Regions from separate parts of the Sminthopsis crassicaudata genome. Here region 1 is linked to region 2. The links are chromatin contacts, called in public Hi-C maps. All regions are on one chromosome and are shown on one strand. The core of a region is the stretch at or near the end of the contact, and the rest is flanking DNA. Distances in the headings are between cores, read along the strand shown.

The links. A called contact is a pair of places that touch in the nucleus more often than the background predicts.
Region 1: a contact with region 2 is called in a Hi-C map of hippocampus, with 2.0 times the contacts expected there. The contact joins the promoter of SLC6A12 here to the promoter of WASHC1 in region 2. A contact is called at or near these places in 2 of 2 Hi-C or Micro-C datasets (fibroblasts and hippocampus).

Annotation. Positions count from the first base shown.
Region 1 is chr5:195,658,849-195,661,950 of ASM4859323v1, reverse strand. It overlaps SLC6A12 (solute carrier family 6 member 12), which reads left to right and starts at 1,550. Exons shown (of 15, transcript XM_074269333.1): 1 at 1,550-1,642.
Region 2 is chr5:195,400,225-195,403,336 of ASM4859323v1, reverse strand. WASHC1 (WASH complex subunit 1) reads left to right here and starts at 1,761. Exons shown (of 11, transcript XM_074269307.1): 1 at 1,761-2,059. It overlaps LOC141543692 (a long non-coding RNA gene), which reads right to left and starts at 2,650. Exons shown (of 2, transcript XR_012482492.1): 1 at 1,330-2,650; 2 at 632-941.

The DNA of each region.
Region 1 (3,102 bases), core at 301-2,800, 260 kb before region 2:
CTTCACACTTCATCCTGAATGAGGAAGAACTCATTTTTGAAGAGGAAGTAGATGAGAAAGGAAATGTACTGTCTTCCCCCGTCCTCCCCCTCCCCCTCTGCCTGGATCTCTGTTTCTTTGGGCCATACAGCCACTTTCAGAGGCAGGAGGGGTATTATGGAAAGATCCAAACACCTGAAATCAGGAAATTTGGCTTCAAGTCCTCTTGTCACCATTATGAAAAAATCTATCTAAACCTCAGTTTCTTCATCTGTAAAATAAAAGGGCTGGACTAAATAAACTCTAAAAAGCCTTGCAGGTATAAGTTTATGAGTTTATTTATTTGGATATGTGTGTGTACATGCTAGACAGTATTATTTTAGAACTGTGTGTCACAGTGAGTTTTGGCCATGTCAGCTGCATGACCTTGGTGGTCTTTGTGGTCAAGACTAGGCACTATGACAGGACATGAGATGAATTCTGTCCTCAAGTAATAATTTCATGGTAGATATGAGAAAAGAAAAAAAAAAAACAAGAAAAAAAGGCTATATGTATTAGAGGGGTTTTTTCCCCTAAGGATCTTTGCTGAGCATCTACTAGGTAAGGCTCACTGTTAGAGACAGGTTCCATCTGTTTATATATTAGGACTGAGGGGAATAATCAGAAGGCCATTTCTATTGCTAGGGGCCAGGTACTGTCTTAAGTATCTTGGCTCTTAGTTTTGGGGAAATTGACACTTAATGGAGCTATCCTTACCCCCCTGGATTCATTTTGGATGTCAATAATAAAAATGAGGATTCATGAATACAGCATTTTATAGTTTACAAAGCACTTGCCTTTCCACCTGCCCCTGTGATATCAGTTGGACATTTTACAGAGGAAGAAACTATGATCCATGTTCCCCTGATGAGGGATAGGATAGGACTCCAAGTCCAATTTCAGTGTGTCTTTCTGAAAGTTTTTCTGAAAGGCTAATGCTTGTGGAAAAGTCCAGTAACTCTAAGACTGGCTCACCTCCCAGTTCCTTGCCAAAAACACCAGACCACCACTCCTGACCTAAGAGTCAGTGAGCAAGTCCGTGCTATCCCTCTCCACTCATCCCCATCCCTGGTCTTTTGCATTTGAAGGTTTGAGAGGAGAAGGGAGATATCTGATGGTAATGAGAGGATCTTGTCTGCCAGGCCCTTCAGAGTAGTAATTCAGTTCAGTTGTAAAGAGGCAAAGCTTTAGGACTGTGTCCAGGGAGGGATTAGAAGGTTGGAGGCAGGGGGCATCGGTTAGACCCTGGGGACTTGACTTCCTGGGGTTGGATGTTGTAATCATGTTCACAGATATTTGGCCAGTCCCTCCTGTCGCTTGTGGTGTTTCTCTGTCAGCCACCTCCCCACTCCCATACCTCCCTCCTGACATACGGGTGCATGCAAACACACACACAGACACACACACACACACACAGAGCAGCTCTCTGTCTGGGAGTCCTGGGACAACTGATGGGATTCAGGAGGTGGGAGGGAAAGTAGGAGGAGTGAAGGTGGAGTGGTGTTTTCTTCCCAGGCCCCCTTTCTTTTGGCTTTCTTGCAAGCCAGAAGCTTCCTGAGTGCCTGTCCCAGGACCCGATGGCCCAAGGCTGAGCTGACCACAGGAACCTGGAGTTGGGACTGAGGTGAGATGGAGGACTTGGGACTGTTGTCACCGAATTTGAAAGCTGCCTTCAGAAAGGATTTTTCTGAATAAAAGGAAATTTAGTTGAGCTTTAAGATCCTCGACTAGAAAGTAGTCATGGGATGGGGGGAAAGGGAGCCGGAGTAGGAGATCCTTCTTCCAAGATACACTAAGAGCAAAGACAGGATCTAGTTTTAGAGGAATCTTGACATGGAAATGTCATTTTCCTTTATTGCAGTCTCACTGCCTGGATTTCTAAATACATAGATATGTTTAGACAGGGAAGACTAAGAGGACAGAGATTGCTAAAGGAAGTAGATGCCCATATGCCCTAGGAAAAAGGGGGTCAGGTACCAGATGGGATGGACAACAAAGGAGAGAGATAAGGAGAAGGGGTAGGGAGAGGTAGCAGGTGAGATAAAAGACTGGCTGGCCAGTGTAGTGGGGGCATGGAAGCTGACTATATGGTGGGTCAAAGACCTATCTGGGGATGGGGGAGGGGAGGTAGACTGCAATAAAACCAGGTTATTGAGATGAGATGTAGTGAGAGGTATCTCTTGCCATTCTGAGTTAGCGGTGACAGCCACATGCTTCTCCACGAAAGAGAAAGTTAATTGGGGTCTGAGATGACTGAGGAAGGGGTGTACAAAAATGCATGTGTCTCCTGGGGTGTGAACAGTTGACCAGGGATAGAATGAGAGAATGAAGGGGGGGGAAGGTAGCATAGGTACAAACTTGCCCACTAGGTGTGAAGGACAGACTAGGTGGACAGAGGCCCTCAGGTTTTGGTGTTGTGAACACAGGTATGTGTGTGCAGAAGGACGTGACCAGGAACGACAAGAGTGAGTGTGTGTGTGTGTGTGTGTGTGTGTGTGTGTGTGTGTGTGTGTGGAAACAGGCGTTGGTATGTGGGTGTGGAGACTGGGCAGGGCCTCAGAGAACAGGGAGTGTATCATCCCTGGAACCTTCAGTGAGTGGGCACTCAGAGAGTGGACATTGCCCAAATGCATGGGGAGGTGAGGGAGCAAATGATTTTTCTCCTGCCTGGGGCAGGGTACAGAGGGATATTTCAGCCTTGGAACCAGAATCTGACTTCTGCACTTGGGAAGGTGGCTGGGAAATTGTGGACTTTACTAGTTCTCTTACAACTTTTGCAGAGCCCAGCGTGGGATTGAGCTTCTGTCTTCGTAGACAAACTGAGCAGGTTTCTCCCTCCTCCTTCTCCCTTCCCATTCTCCTCTTCCTTCCCCTGTGCCAGACTTCATCCCTTAAAGGACATGGGTGGATGGCAGAGGTGATACTAAGATTACAGAGCATGGAGATATCTCCAGAAATGAATATTTTGCCTATGGGAGGTATGGGCCCTAAACTATTCACAGGTTCTCTTTCCTACTTATTATAGTCCAGGAAAGAAGAGGTTCTTCCCTTGATAGTTTTGTCTTATATTTAAATACTACTTCT
Region 2 (3,112 bases), core at 512-3,011:
GGCAACTGGTTAAATGAGTCAAAGATTACTCAAGAAACCAGATGGCTAAGAAACCTTCTTAACAGAAATAAGTTTGGAGGAGGTTAAGATTTCGGGAGAAAGATGAATTGTTTTGGACACAAGTTTGAAATGCCAATAGGACATCCAACTAGAGATGTTGACAATGAGGGGGCCAGAATTTGAGAGAATAAGGGTGAATAAGAAAATACGAGGAGCACCCGAACAGTCATATGTATAGAGACAAGGAAAAGGATGCCTAGAATAAAGATATGATCCCAATTACAGGGTTATCAATGGGTTTTAGATATTAAATCCAGCAATTTTTCCACTGTTACACACTAGGGAACAAAGGGGGAGGAGGGAAGCCTATTTCTTTACGTTTTTGTATGTGTTCCTCTAGTGATTAGAAGCAAATATCTAATGAAAAATTAAAAATAAAAAAATCTGAAGAAGGCATTGTGTTCTGATTTTAGCATCAATAGGACAAAGAAATAGAAAATTTCTGTAACGTAGGGCCTAGAATCAGTAAATTCTTGACTTCAAATTTACTAGCTGAGTGACATTGTCATATTCTCTCTGGCCTAGTTTCCCCCTCGGTAAAATGAGGTTAAAAACACTTGCAATCTCTCTCTTATTGGGTTGTTAAGAAAGCACTTTGTAAAGTCCTACATGGATTTGAACTGTTACTCTTCCGTGCCCCTTCTGTGAGAAAGGCCCAGTCTCTAAAATCCCCAGGGGCACCATGCCATCCTCACCGCCACCTTTCCTTCATCCTATGCTTTAGTGTTTTCCCTATGTTTTGCAACTGGGATGTCCTCGTGTACCACCCTGATGCTGTTCTTCCTAGGACATTGTTGTTTCAGAGCAAACAGAGCCTGAGTTATCCATCCTCGAGATGAATCTCACGGGCTTCCACACAGATAGGTATTCTGGAGGCCACTCTGGGAGAAGGGAAAAATAGAGAAGAGGGCACTGAAGGTCAAAGCAATTAATCCACATGCATACAATAATAGTACATAATTTCATACCCACTATCACCAAGAACAGTAACTGGTATTTTTTAGAGAACTACAGAACAAATTATGTCGGATTCAAGGAAGGTTTTTCATCTAGATTAATTATTTGAAAAGTGGGTTTTGATCATTTTGATATAGGTTGTTTGTGCCTATATACATATATATTCTCACACACACATGGAGTTAGTGTGTCTTGTGCCTCTGTATATTCAGCACTGGAAAAACTGGGAACAGGACACTGATTTTTAGATTCTGAACCTAGGACACTGTACTTTTATAATTTTCACATAATCAGTTTCCTTTACAAACTTACTCAGTGCATTAGAAATGATGTCATAGTGGACAGAGCACTTGGCCAGGAGTCACAAGATTTAAAAACACAGAAGCAAGATTCAAACGCAGAACGTCTTCACCAAATCCGAACCGGTCTTCACCAAATCCGAACCGCGGAGGCTGACGCTCTGGGACGCGGCCACCGCCCTCAGCTGGAAAGTGAGCATGACCCTAACCCCTGCCTCCCGGGATTGCAGGGATCGGATATTTGTAAAGCTCCTGGTAATTGCCATGTAAATGCTATTATCATTTCAAAACATATCGGCTTCATCAGGATGTAAGACTCAAAAAAAGGTCAAGAACTTAATAAACGCCTATTAATTGATCCCTAGCGGTACGTCAGATCGATGAGGGATTCCCCTTAGCAACCATTCTCAGTTAAAAAAAACCACACCACGGAACACCTAATGCGAGGTGTCTCAGGTTTCCCTCCGCGATGGAGGCTGCTGAGCGCTAGACTAGCACGTTATCCCAGGGGCGGGAGCTTCCTTTCAAGTACAAGTTGGACCAATGGTTCCAAGGATCCCCGGGCTTCCACCCCTCAAACTGTGCGGCTTTAGAACGAGGCCTGGGATTGCTATGGCCTCCTTCAGCCGCCCTCATTCCCGCAGGCTCCACAAGAAAAGACAGCTTGGGCCCGCGGGTCAAAGTTAGGCCCGTGAGCGTGGGGGTCGGGCAACGGGAGTTACCGCCAGCAGGGCGGATTTCGGGTAAGGGCAGAGCCGGGCTCGATCAGGGAAAGCAGGGAGAGGATTCTAGGGAGGAAGGAATCCAGGGCCACGGAGATTCGAGAGACCCACGGAGATTGGGGAAGCTCCCACGCTCACTCTTGCACTGAGAGGAGGGCGCTAGGACCCGGCGGCCGGAGGAGGGGGAGGGAAGCGGAAACGAGGGACGTCAGACTCCCGCCGGACTGCCGGGCCAGGCCCGGGGCGTCCAAATCCAGAGGAGCGGCCGCGGTGCCTGGGCCGAGCTGGGGTGGGGGTGAGTCAGAATCTCGGGGGCGGGAAGGGATTCCTTTGTGGGGAGAGAGGCACGCGAGGGACCGGAGGACACAGCGACTCTTTCCGTCCCCCAGAGACCTGAGCCTGGCCAGAGGAGCCCAGGACCGGGACTTGGGGAAGAAAGGAGCCGCCCCGTCTGGGATCCCGGCCGCCCCCACTCCCGGAAGCCTGCCCCGCCTGCCTTCCAGGCTTTCACGTGACTCCGCAGACTCCTCCCCGACCCGTCGGGGAACGTTCTCTGCGATCCTGCTAGGCCTCCAACTACGGTGTCCTCAGACGGCCAACCCCTTCTCTCCTTTGGAACTCGCTGGGTAGGAGTGCCCCTACTGGCCCAGCTCTCAGTGACGTAATGTGCTGTGGGGGACCCCTCCTTTTGTCAGGCCGAACATCCTTCCCCTGGTGGCTGAAGCTTTGAACCCCCAGAGAGGCGGACCGGGCGGGGCGGAGCAGGAGGCGGAATGAGGCTGGGGGCTCGCGGAGCGACGCGCGCCTTCTAGTGAGAGTGGCCTGGCTTCCGCGTCCGCGGGCCCTGCTCGCAGCATGAGGCCCCCGAGGGAGCCCGGGCAGCCTCTTCTGATCTCACGGAGGGGCTGCGGTGGAAGGAGGAAAGCAGGAGCATCCCTGCTCCCGGCCTCACCCAGCCCGCAGAGTGGGGGACGTGGTTCCCTCGCCGATCTCCCATCCCCCCTCGGTTCCTAGATCCGAGGCTGGGAAGCTGGTGCTGATGAATGTCCTCCCCGCCACTTTCAGGGCTAGGAC